Linked DNA regions of Mus musculus: region 2 is linked to region 1. A link is a contact called in public capture Hi-C data. All regions are on one chromosome and are shown on one strand. Each heading gives the region's core, a stretch centred on a gene start, on an enhancer-like site or on the middle of the called end of the contact. The rest is flanking DNA. Distances are from core to core; before and after follow the strand shown. Region 1 holds the start of Rpusd2 (RNA pseudouridylate synthase domain containing 2). Region 2 holds the start of Plcb2 (phospholipase C, beta 2).

Region 1 (4,546 bases), core at 1,102-3,601:
GAGTTTGTACAAACTCTATGAAGCAGAAACCCTGCTGATGTATAAGTTTCTCTGGATAAAATGCTACCCTCGTTGTAAGTTTCTTCTTTTTCTCTCCCTAACTTTGTCTCTATTTGTCTTTCTCTGTCTGTCTCTGTCTCTGTCTCTCTCTCTCTCTCTGTCTTCTCTCTCTCTGTCATATCTCCAGTTAAAAGGTGCAAACCAGCCCTCAATGTAAATTTCTTAATAAGGCAACATGCTCAAGAGATAGTGTTTTCTTTTTTAAGCACTTCTGCTCTATGGTATTCACAGCCAGTGTAAAATCCAACCTCTGTTTTAAAAAGCAGGTAATTAGGAATCTGGCATTCAGCATAAAGATTTCTACAGCTTCAGGTATCTCAGTCTGATCTGTAGTAAAACCACACGGACATCTTCTGTCCTTCACTTCATTTGGTGAGACTTTTTTTTTTCATTGTCTGAATACCTTTTTATTTTTAATTAGGTATTTTCCTCATTTACATTTCCAATGCTATCCCAAAAGTCCCCCATATCCTCCCCCCAGAAATTTTTGTTTATAACTTTGAACTCTCTATTTAGTCAAAGATGACCTAACAATTCTGGTCCTCCTATGTCCACCTCCCTTTGTGGGACTTTTGATATATAGAAGCATTTAGATAAAAATCATCTCTTGATCTTCTCCAGAAGGCTAATGCATAAGAATAGTCTAAGCCAACATTAACATTTTGTATAGTAAACGCCCATGAGAAAGTTCATGCTCACATACTTGAACTGGACTAGACACTTGTCCTGTTTTTAGACACTAGCAATCAAATATTTACATTTTTTGGAGAAATCCCACTGTGAAGAATAATGGGATTACTGACTATTGCCAGGCACTCTGTAAAATAAAGACAGATTTAGTCCCTCTTGGAAGTTTGGCTCCCTTGTAGGATTCCAGATCTTGAGATAGGATCACAAAGAGACTGATATATTTAGTGATTTTCAAGGGACAAAGGGTTGTGGGGGCAAAGAGTAATTGGCACAGCAGCAAGTCTCACAGTGGCAGCATCCCAAGTGGGGTTCTTCTCCAGCAACAGATAGTTTTCAGAGGCCTTGCTTGCCTTGATTTGGTCTCTTTCCTCAGTCTATACTTCAACTCTTTTATGAATCCTATGAAGTACTAACATCCTCCCAGTAATCCCTGCTCTGATGAAGTTAGCCAGTGCAGTTTTCAGCATTTTGCATTTAAGAACCCTAGCAGGCTAGGGAGATAAAGGAAGGGCTAGGCTCAGTTGGTAAAGTGCTTGTCATGCAACATAGACCTCAGTTCGATCCCCAGAACCGACATTAAAAAGGTGGGCATTGCAGTACATGCTTGTGAGAGGCCCTGTCTCATTAAACAAAATGGACGGCACCAGAGAAAGGTCATCTGAGGTTGACCTCTCACCTTTGCACACACTCATACATACAAGTGCATGCAACTGGCACACACATACACACATAAGACCTTGGCAATAAAATTTTGATCCATTTGAAGTTCTAATGTGCAAGTGGTTCTGGATAAGAGTTCATGGAAGTCAAATAGGCAATCTCTAGTTCTTTTCATGCTGTTAGCAGGAAGGGCAGGTGTGAAAAAAATTGCTTCTGGGGAGTATGTCTATAATACATATGTACATATACAATTATATATAATATGTAATATATAATATATATAATAATAGCTTTATCAAGGTATGTAACATACTATAATATGCAGCCTTTAAGTCATACAATAGCAGTACTGGGTATACTTAAATGAACGAGTGCTTGATACTCTAGGATTCTCCAACACTGTCCCTCAAAAGTAAAAGCAAAGTAGACAAATTGGTACTAATACAGTCATAGCTGTAGCAACTTTCATTCTGATTGGTACTTTTTTCCTGCTTGTTTGCCTTGTATTCGTTTTTTAAAACAATAATAATTACTATTCTTTTGCTTGTCTGCTTTTATTTTGAGACACACTCTTGAATAACCATAGAACTGAAACTCCTGATGCTCCTTCTGAGCTACAGGTGTGCGATACCTTGCGGGCTCTGCCTCTTTTAAGTACACTTTTAGGCGTTTTTTACAGACCCAGGAAAATAGCGCTTATCTATTTGAAATGTGTACCATCATCTCCATTCAAGTCTTTTATGTGGAGCACTCCCGAAGATTTCCTTTAGGAAATACCATCTGATCTCTTCAATGAGTCTACCTGTGACCTTGGGCATAAGGGTACTCCAAGCAAGGACTTCCTCAGACACCTAACTCTGAAAACAACTCACTTTTCCCTTCTTGCAAACCCGCCTCTGTACTGGGATCTTCCTGATTGGTTGTTACCTTGTGACGCCATCAGATTGCGACCCTGAAGCGGCTAGCCGTGCTGTCATGTGGCGGGGTGTCCCGGGCTGCCTACGGGACATTGTGCAGTGGCAGGTGGCGCTCTGGTCCCACAGCTTTGTCCGGACTTGGGGTAGCTGTGGGAAGGCGATGACTGAGGCACTGTCTGCGCAAGCCGAGGCAGCGGGCGGGCTGAAGGCTTTGGTTCAGCCAAATGGAGATGCTGGTAGCAACACGAGCGGAGAGCCGCTCCTGGAGCGCCTGGAGCCGGCGGCGGTAGGGAAGCAGGTCCCGGAGAGCGGGGACCAGGCCCAGGGAGGCGAAGGGCAGCTCCCGAGCAACGGAGAGCAGACCCCAGCTCCAGTCGCCGACTCAGGCAAGAGGAAAAAGCGGAGGGGCGCCACTGGGGAACGGGTCGTGCCGCCTCCGAAGAAACGGCGCACCGGGGTGAGCTTTAGCGATGAGCACTTCGCAGAGACTACCTACTACTTCGAGGGCGGCCTGCGCAAGGTGCGGCCCTATTACTTTGACTTCCAGACCTACTGTAAAGGTCGCTGGGTGGGCCGCAGCTTGTTGCACGTCTTCAGCACCGAGTTCCGATCCCAGCCACTGTCTTACTACGAGGCCGCTGTCCGGGCAGGACGCCTGCATCTCAACGAGGAACCAGTCCAGGACCTCAGCATCGTGCTCAAGGTGGTGTCTGATGGAACTAGCTTTGAGAAAAGGAGGGAAGGTTTTGGGATTTTTTTTGTTTGTTTGTTTTCTCAGACACACCTTATAAGTATGGGAGTAAAGTGATGGTAATTCAGAAACAATCTCATTTTCTCTTGGTGCTCTTTTAGTCCCCGCTTCCCACAGCCCCAAGTAGGTTAGATAGCCTTCCCACGCTCCAGAACTTAACCTGATCATCCTTGCCAGCAAGGCTGTTTGTTTCCAACAAACAAAATGGAAATTCTCATGTTCCTTTAATATCTGCCTTGTGGCAAGGGCACTGCCTACTTTCTACCCTGCATGATATATCTCTGTACAAATAATAATAGAGACCTCATTTATGTGTTCTTAACTGTATCAGGAACAAAGTTAAGCGTTTTGTGCACTCTAACATTAAACTCAAGTGGCAACTTTGGGGAGTTTGCATTGCTTCTTCTCCCCTTTGTGACCAAACTGAACCTCAAAGTAAGGCAACAGTACGATTCCCAAAGTGTGCGCTCATATTAACACTGAAACTCGTTTCCCATGTGTATAGAATTAGGAAGTCAGGGATAGATACTAGGCAGGTGTTTTGTTTTGATTTATTTATTTTATTTTAGTACACTGCAGCTGTCTTCAGACACACCAGAAGAGGGCATCAGATCCCATTTCAGATAGTTGGGAGCCACCGTGTGGTTGCTGGGAATTGAACTCAGGACCTCTGGAAGAACAGTCAGTGCTCTTAACCACCGAGCCATCTCTCCAGCCTTTTTTTTTTTTTTTTAAATTCAGTGAGACTACTATCATTAACACTGGCTCACAGAGATTGTAAGGAGAAAAGGAGAATTTCAGGATTTGGAAATAACCTTCCCCATACAGATTTTGAAAACCATAGGTTTTTAAACCAAGTCCTAGAGGCGTTAAAATGACTTGCCCAAGAGTATGTAGTGAGCTTGTATCAAATCTGTGTGTAGAGCCTAGAGCTCTGAACTTGTGTTGTTTGTTCGTAACTAGTAGAGGTTGTCTCTCTATTTAAAAGACATTTACTTTCAAATATATTTCTGTCAGGATGGTGAGATGTTCAGTAGGTAAAGGTCCTTGCCACTAAGACTCACAACCTCTTGTCTCTGCGTGTGCCGCTGTTATGCATGTACACACATAAATGAATGTAATGAAAAATCTTAAAATACAACTTTATTGTAAAGAGTATATAAAGAAGCAAAAATACTCATTCTCACCACCAAGAAATTCAATCAACTTTGTATATTTTTCAAAACTAGCTGTATGCCTGTGTATATTTTTACAAAATGAGATCTTACTACACCCACTTCTTTTTCTATTGAAGGCTTTACTGTGACCGTTCCTCTGTGTCAGTAAGGAACTGAGGAGCTGGGGTGACTGACTATCTATAGGTTGCTGGTCCCAGGCTGATGTTGCGTATGTTTTTGACAGGACAATGATTTCTTGCGGAACACAGTGCACAGACATGAGCCACCAGTCACAGCAGAGCCTATCCACC
Region 2 (5,314 bases), core at 2,713-5,212, 310 kb before region 1:
GGAGCAGAGAAAGGTGGGGACAAGGAGGTCAAGTGGAGAATAATGACGCAGAGGGGAGAGGGCTTTCCACATCCCTTCCCATCCCATCTGCTGCCTCCTCTAGATGCGAAGACTGCCCCAGGCTTCCTGGATCCCTCCCTTCACTTACTGCTCATCAGCTTCTGTCTATTTAGGGAGAAGTACTCTTCACCCCTTCCCTGGAATAAGAGCTGCAATCTGCAGCCTATATTTTATCCTGGAGGCCCCCACCTCCAACCCCCAGGCCTTTTTCTGTTTCTCTAAATGGCTGCGCCTGTCCTCTGAGCCCTGAGCTCTGTAATGACCTGGAACTATCTCTCCAAGGGATACTAACTTAAGAGTAGGTGGGCTCTGGGCAGCCATGAAATGAGATGACTGCACCTTCCTTCCCTGCCCATTGGAGAGCCCCAGGAGCTACACTCTCTGCACCTCCTACATACATGTCTCCATCCTATACCACCAGGGTTCTAGCGGAGCTCATTGGATCCCTTGGAGCTGAGAGCCATGTTGGGTAGTGTCTTACCTGATTTTGATATGTCCAGTATAAGTAATAGCCCTTGGGATCCACACGGAGGATAACAGGAGAGGCTATTGAAGTTTCCTGGGGAAAGAAGGAGTCAGCTATCTGCTCTCGGATCTCAGGCCAACATTCCTGGCCCAGGCTAAGAATTCAGATAGAGTTCATCCCTTTCCTAGAAATTAAAAAGGTCTTTCCCTTTGTTCTCTGAGCTAACAATAGGGAGGTCTTGAGGAAGGGAGGTGGGGTTCCTGGAGGAGAGGTGCACTTTCTGGACACCAAGCAATGCCTCTACCCCTCCTTGTTCTCAGGGGTCACGGTTCCACCAAAGGATAGAATCTCTCTCCAAGATTCCTTGCTGCCATCTTGGAAAGTGTGCCCCGAGCTCTGGTCCTCACAGCCAAGGCCCTGTACAACCCAGCATCAGCCCTGATCCTCAGATTCCTTCCGTTCAACCGTGAGCACTGGCTGCCCATCCTGTCCAAATGATCCAAAGAGACACCGAGTTCCTTCCCACCTCCAAAGTGAAGTCCTCAAAACTTCTCAGCCTAAACTGTCTCAAAAGACCAGCCCACACTTTACCCCTTCAGCAAAAGATTGTCTGAAGCGTGCTGTTATTAATAAGTGTGGACAGGAACTGGGTCACACATCTGGGAAAGGCCTATGAACTCAAGGATCCCAAGGGCTGTGAGCCAGCTAGACCTTGAACTTGGTGCTTAGTGGTTAACCTTGGAGTTTGCTGAGTGAGTATGCAAACGAATGAGCAAACTGGCCTACATCCCTACTCCACTCACACAGTACATAGGCCATCATTTATTTTAATAGCCTTTGCGTATATAAACAAGGTATTACAACTGAAGTTTCCAGCAATGCATGATTATTGCTGCTGACACACCAGACCAAATACAGGATCTACCAAGGAAATGGAACAAGAAAGGTTCCCACATTACAGGTGGTTAGAGTGTGGGGGAAGGATTTTATAAGAAAGCCAATTTTGGAAAAAGGCTGTGTAGTGAGCCCCAGGGAGGGTCTGTGCTGGCTCCGGACCTTAAGACTGTTTAGTGTGGGATGGCGTAGACAGGAGCTGGTCTCTAGGCTGGGAAACCCAGAAGGTGTGGGGCAGACTGCCTCTGATTGCAGTTGCCTGTACAGTAAAATGTGAGTGTTTGCTGGACCCAAAGCCGACACATGTGTGAGGAATGGGCAGAAAAGGCCCAGAGCTGCAGGGAGGAAACCAGTGAGAGGGAGCTGAAAACAATCGTGAGTGAGTCCCTGAATAGAGAGGTATTGGGAGATTTCAAGCAAGCCAGCCCCAATACATGGAGGAGGGTCTCCCCAAATCATCAAAAAGGTCACCAGAGAAAGAATAAGTGTCAAGTTCTGTCAGGCTTAGAAACTCCAAGCCAGCAGTCGACAGCATATATTCAAGAAAGAACTCTCATTCTTCCTTGCGCCCCACGTAGGAAGCCCTGGAAGAGAAAGAACGGAGGACCCCCCTTTCCAGGAAGCCTGCAGTTGCCCCCACCTCATCCTGGAAGGAGAAGGGCAAAATGCAAGCCAAAGCACGGTTAGAGCTTCACTTCTAATGTGTTCCTAGAAAAGGACTGGGCGTTGTGGGGACCCCTGGACTATTGCCTAAGGGTGAAGGTCATGTCTGAGAGCTTGCTGAGTTTCTTTCTATAGCCAGGAAAGGTTTCCCCTCTAAGTACGTTCTGAAGGGGCTGTGGGAGACTAGACAGAGTCAGGTTTGGTTCTATCCTTTCTACTACAGTTATCAATATAGAGCCATATATCTACTAACTGTGCCAAAGCTATCCAAGAGCAAAACCTGGTTCATAGGTCATGTGTCCCATGCCTGGGCTTGGGACATTCTTGCTCATGCAAGTCAGAGTTCAGGGACCACACAGCACTCTGGGTTGGGGAAGGGAATTGGTCAACCAGACACACAGGTTGGAGAAAGAATCACATGCCTTATCCCTGATGACCTACAGCCCCCCTCAGGTTATACAGGCTTCCCAGAGGAACTGAGAGAGTCACTTCACTTTTCATTGTGAGTCATTTTCCTCCTTCCATAGACTCTGAGACACGCCACATCACCACCATGTCACCAGCATGCCACCACCATGCCACACCAACCAAAACTTCTAGAGACCAACTTCTAGAGAAACAGAAAGCATTTCATGCCAGGGCCCCATCCCCACAGTTTTGACAGCCAGATGCCTTAACGTAACAAAGCCCTGAAGGGTCTAGCTTCAGACTCCCCTCAGTTCATAGAGAAACTAGACTAGCCAATCCAGGGAGCTGAAGTAATTGTAGGTGACCTCCTAAATGTCATGCGCTGTTGAGAACATCAGGCCTTCCTGAGGCCAGGCTAGAGCACTCTTAAGGAGGCCTATCCCTCTCTGAGTGACAGTTCTCATTTTATTCTTCTTAGACCAAAAGATTCTATGGTTAGTGGCTGTGTCTTCAGCCCAGAAGGACCAGAGACGAGTTAGGAAGGCGCAGACTCTGGGCTGGGGTGCAGATGGTCTTCCCTCCCCGGCCGGATGACAGGTTGGCAGGTAATAGAAGGCTGAGCTGAGCTGAGCCACCATGGGGGAAGCAGAAGTCAGTAAGTTCCTTCTCAGACCCCAGTCTTTGAGCCTCCCGTTTTCAACTGGATCCACGGCCCTTTTGTAACTCTTGCCACAGTAGTAGCTTGAGATAGAATATGGCTTCCCTGGGACAGGACACAGTTTGTTCTGCACACTGGGATGGTGCAGCTGGTTATGGGCCTCCTGCCAGAGCAAATTTGGGGTGTCCGTGCTGGGAAGAGGACCTGACTGACCTCTCTTCCTGATCTCAGCTGAGGTGGGAGGAGAGGGACATGCATTCCCCCTACCAACACTGAAGTTACTAGAAACAAACCTTTATCATCTTCGGGGATTTGAAAAGGGCAAATCAGGTCCAAAGATTTCTGACTCTGACTCCCCCCCACACACACACACAAACACACATAGCCCCCTCTCTTATTCCCAAACACAGAGGCTTCCTTCCCTACAGCAGCCAGGAGCACCCACCCTCACCCCAGACTTGTTTATCTAGATAGACTGTTGTGACAGACACATAGGCGCCTGGGTGCTGGGAAGACATAAACCAACCCTCCGTTCTGCAAAGCTCCCAAGCAGCCCAGCCCCCACCGTCCCGGGGGCTGGGGATTTGAGGGGGGGGAGGCGAACCCTACTCACATCGTCCCACTTGATGAAGCGCTCCCCTTGGCTCAGATATGCCTTCACGTTAGGGGGCAATAGAACAGGGTTGAGCAAAGACATGATGTCAAGTGTCCCTCTTTGGAGAGGTTGGGCAAACCTCTCCAGGGGACAGGAGAAGAGAAGGAAGAAGGGTGAACAGGAGAGGAAGCTTAGGCTAGGCTCACATGGCACCCGCCCAGTACTGGTCCGGAAGTCGGGTGCTCTTATAGCCTGCGGGGTGGCAGTAGCTGGATGCAGGACTCAGAGCTTCAGGCCAGGGCCCAGTTGATCTGCCTTGTAAATCAGCCTCCTCCTCCTCCTCCTCCTGAAGCCGGGGGCTGCAGTAGCTGTTTTGCCCAAGGGGGCTGAGCTCCCCTCCTGGGAGTTCCTCCCCCACCCCCTGCCTCAGCACTTCCTGCTCTGGGCTTCCTTCTCTGGGCTGCTGTGAACTGAGGGGCGGGCTATGAGATCTAGAAATGTTGGGGCCAGGACCCCGTTACAAAGACAGGCTTTACTCAGATTTACACACCCCCCCCCCCCGCCAATGGAAGAAAGTGATATATCATGGAGGGGGGTGGGAGATACCATTCCTGAGCCTTGGGCTGAGGCAAGAACACAAACAGTTCTTTAGGAAAAGGGTCCTCCACAGAGCAGGGGTTCTGTCCTCAGAGGGCGGGATCTGGAAGTGGGAGTCAGGGATGGGCCGGGTCCCAGCTGGCACTGAGTGTTTTGAATAAGCAAAGTCTCTCGGACACCCAGCTCCTCTTTCTCAGTGCTTCCTCCCCATGAAAATGAGAGCCAGGTGAGGCAGTATGCCTCTCACCCATGACACTTCTCTGCATCTTTGAACCTTTCAATGAATACCTAAAAACTCCACTGCCCAGCAGCTGCCTCACAGCCTAAGAGGCCCTTTGCTGCCGCCAGCACTGGAGTGTTCCTTCATGCACTGTGTTGCCTCACACACAGATCCTGGAGGAGAGAGGTTCTGAGAGGCAGACCAGAGCCTGCTCTAGCCCCCTGTTCAGGGTTTAGCCCACTCTAACCCAGTTCGGTTCTAGGTGTTGTGATCCTTACATCGTCCATATCTATCCCAGAGGCTCAGTTCCAGCCCAGCTCAGGCCCCAGTCACTTCCTCTTACCTAATAATGCACTCTTATCAAATGGCTTAGCACCGTTGGGGAGGCTAGAAGCTTAACCCATGATTTCCTTCCCCTCTGAGGCCCTGGCCTTCTGCAACAGGTCCCATCAGGGGTCTGTGTGCCACCCCTGACAACTGTGAACTACCCTCTCCAGGCCCTGGAACTACTGGCTAGGAGCCAGTGCATGAGAGTAGGGGCGGGCAAGAGAGAACAGGTTTAGATGAACAGGTTAGTTAGGGTTAGTGAGAATCAAAAGGTAAACTGTGGGTCTCTGGCACTAGAGGGATGGGGTCAGGAGTTCAAGACTAGGCTACAAGAGAGCCTGCCCACCTCCCACCCCACCCCCAATAAAAGTAGTGAACTTCTCAAAGAAAGCTAGCTTAGAAATTAATTGTCCCCAGAAAAGCAAT

What was found. Capture Hi-C pulls out chosen DNA fragments and counts their contacts.
Region 2: a capture Hi-C map of macrophages shows a contact between it and region 1, with 4 times the contacts expected there. The contact joins the promoter of Plcb2 here to the promoter of Rpusd2 in region 1. A contact is called at or near these places in 1 of 39 promoter capture datasets (neural stem cells), 2 of 115 datasets of contacts at active chromatin or transcription factors (bone marrow-derived macrophages and memory CD8 T cells) and 3 of 9 other capture datasets (adipose tissue, liver and macrophages).

Annotation. Positions count from the first base shown.
Region 1 is chr2:119,032,439-119,036,984 of GRCm38.p6, forward strand. It overlaps Rpusd2 (RNA pseudouridylate synthase domain containing 2), which reads left to right and starts at 2,352. Exons shown (of 3, transcript NM_173450.3): 1 at 2,352-3,030; 2 at 4,480-4,546. The coding sequence starts at 2,386.
Region 2 is chr2:118,724,476-118,729,789 of GRCm38.p6, forward strand. Plcb2 (phospholipase C, beta 2) reads right to left here and starts at 3,963. Exons shown (of 32, transcript NM_177568.2): 1 at 3,763-3,963; 2 at 542-619. The coding sequence starts at 3,846.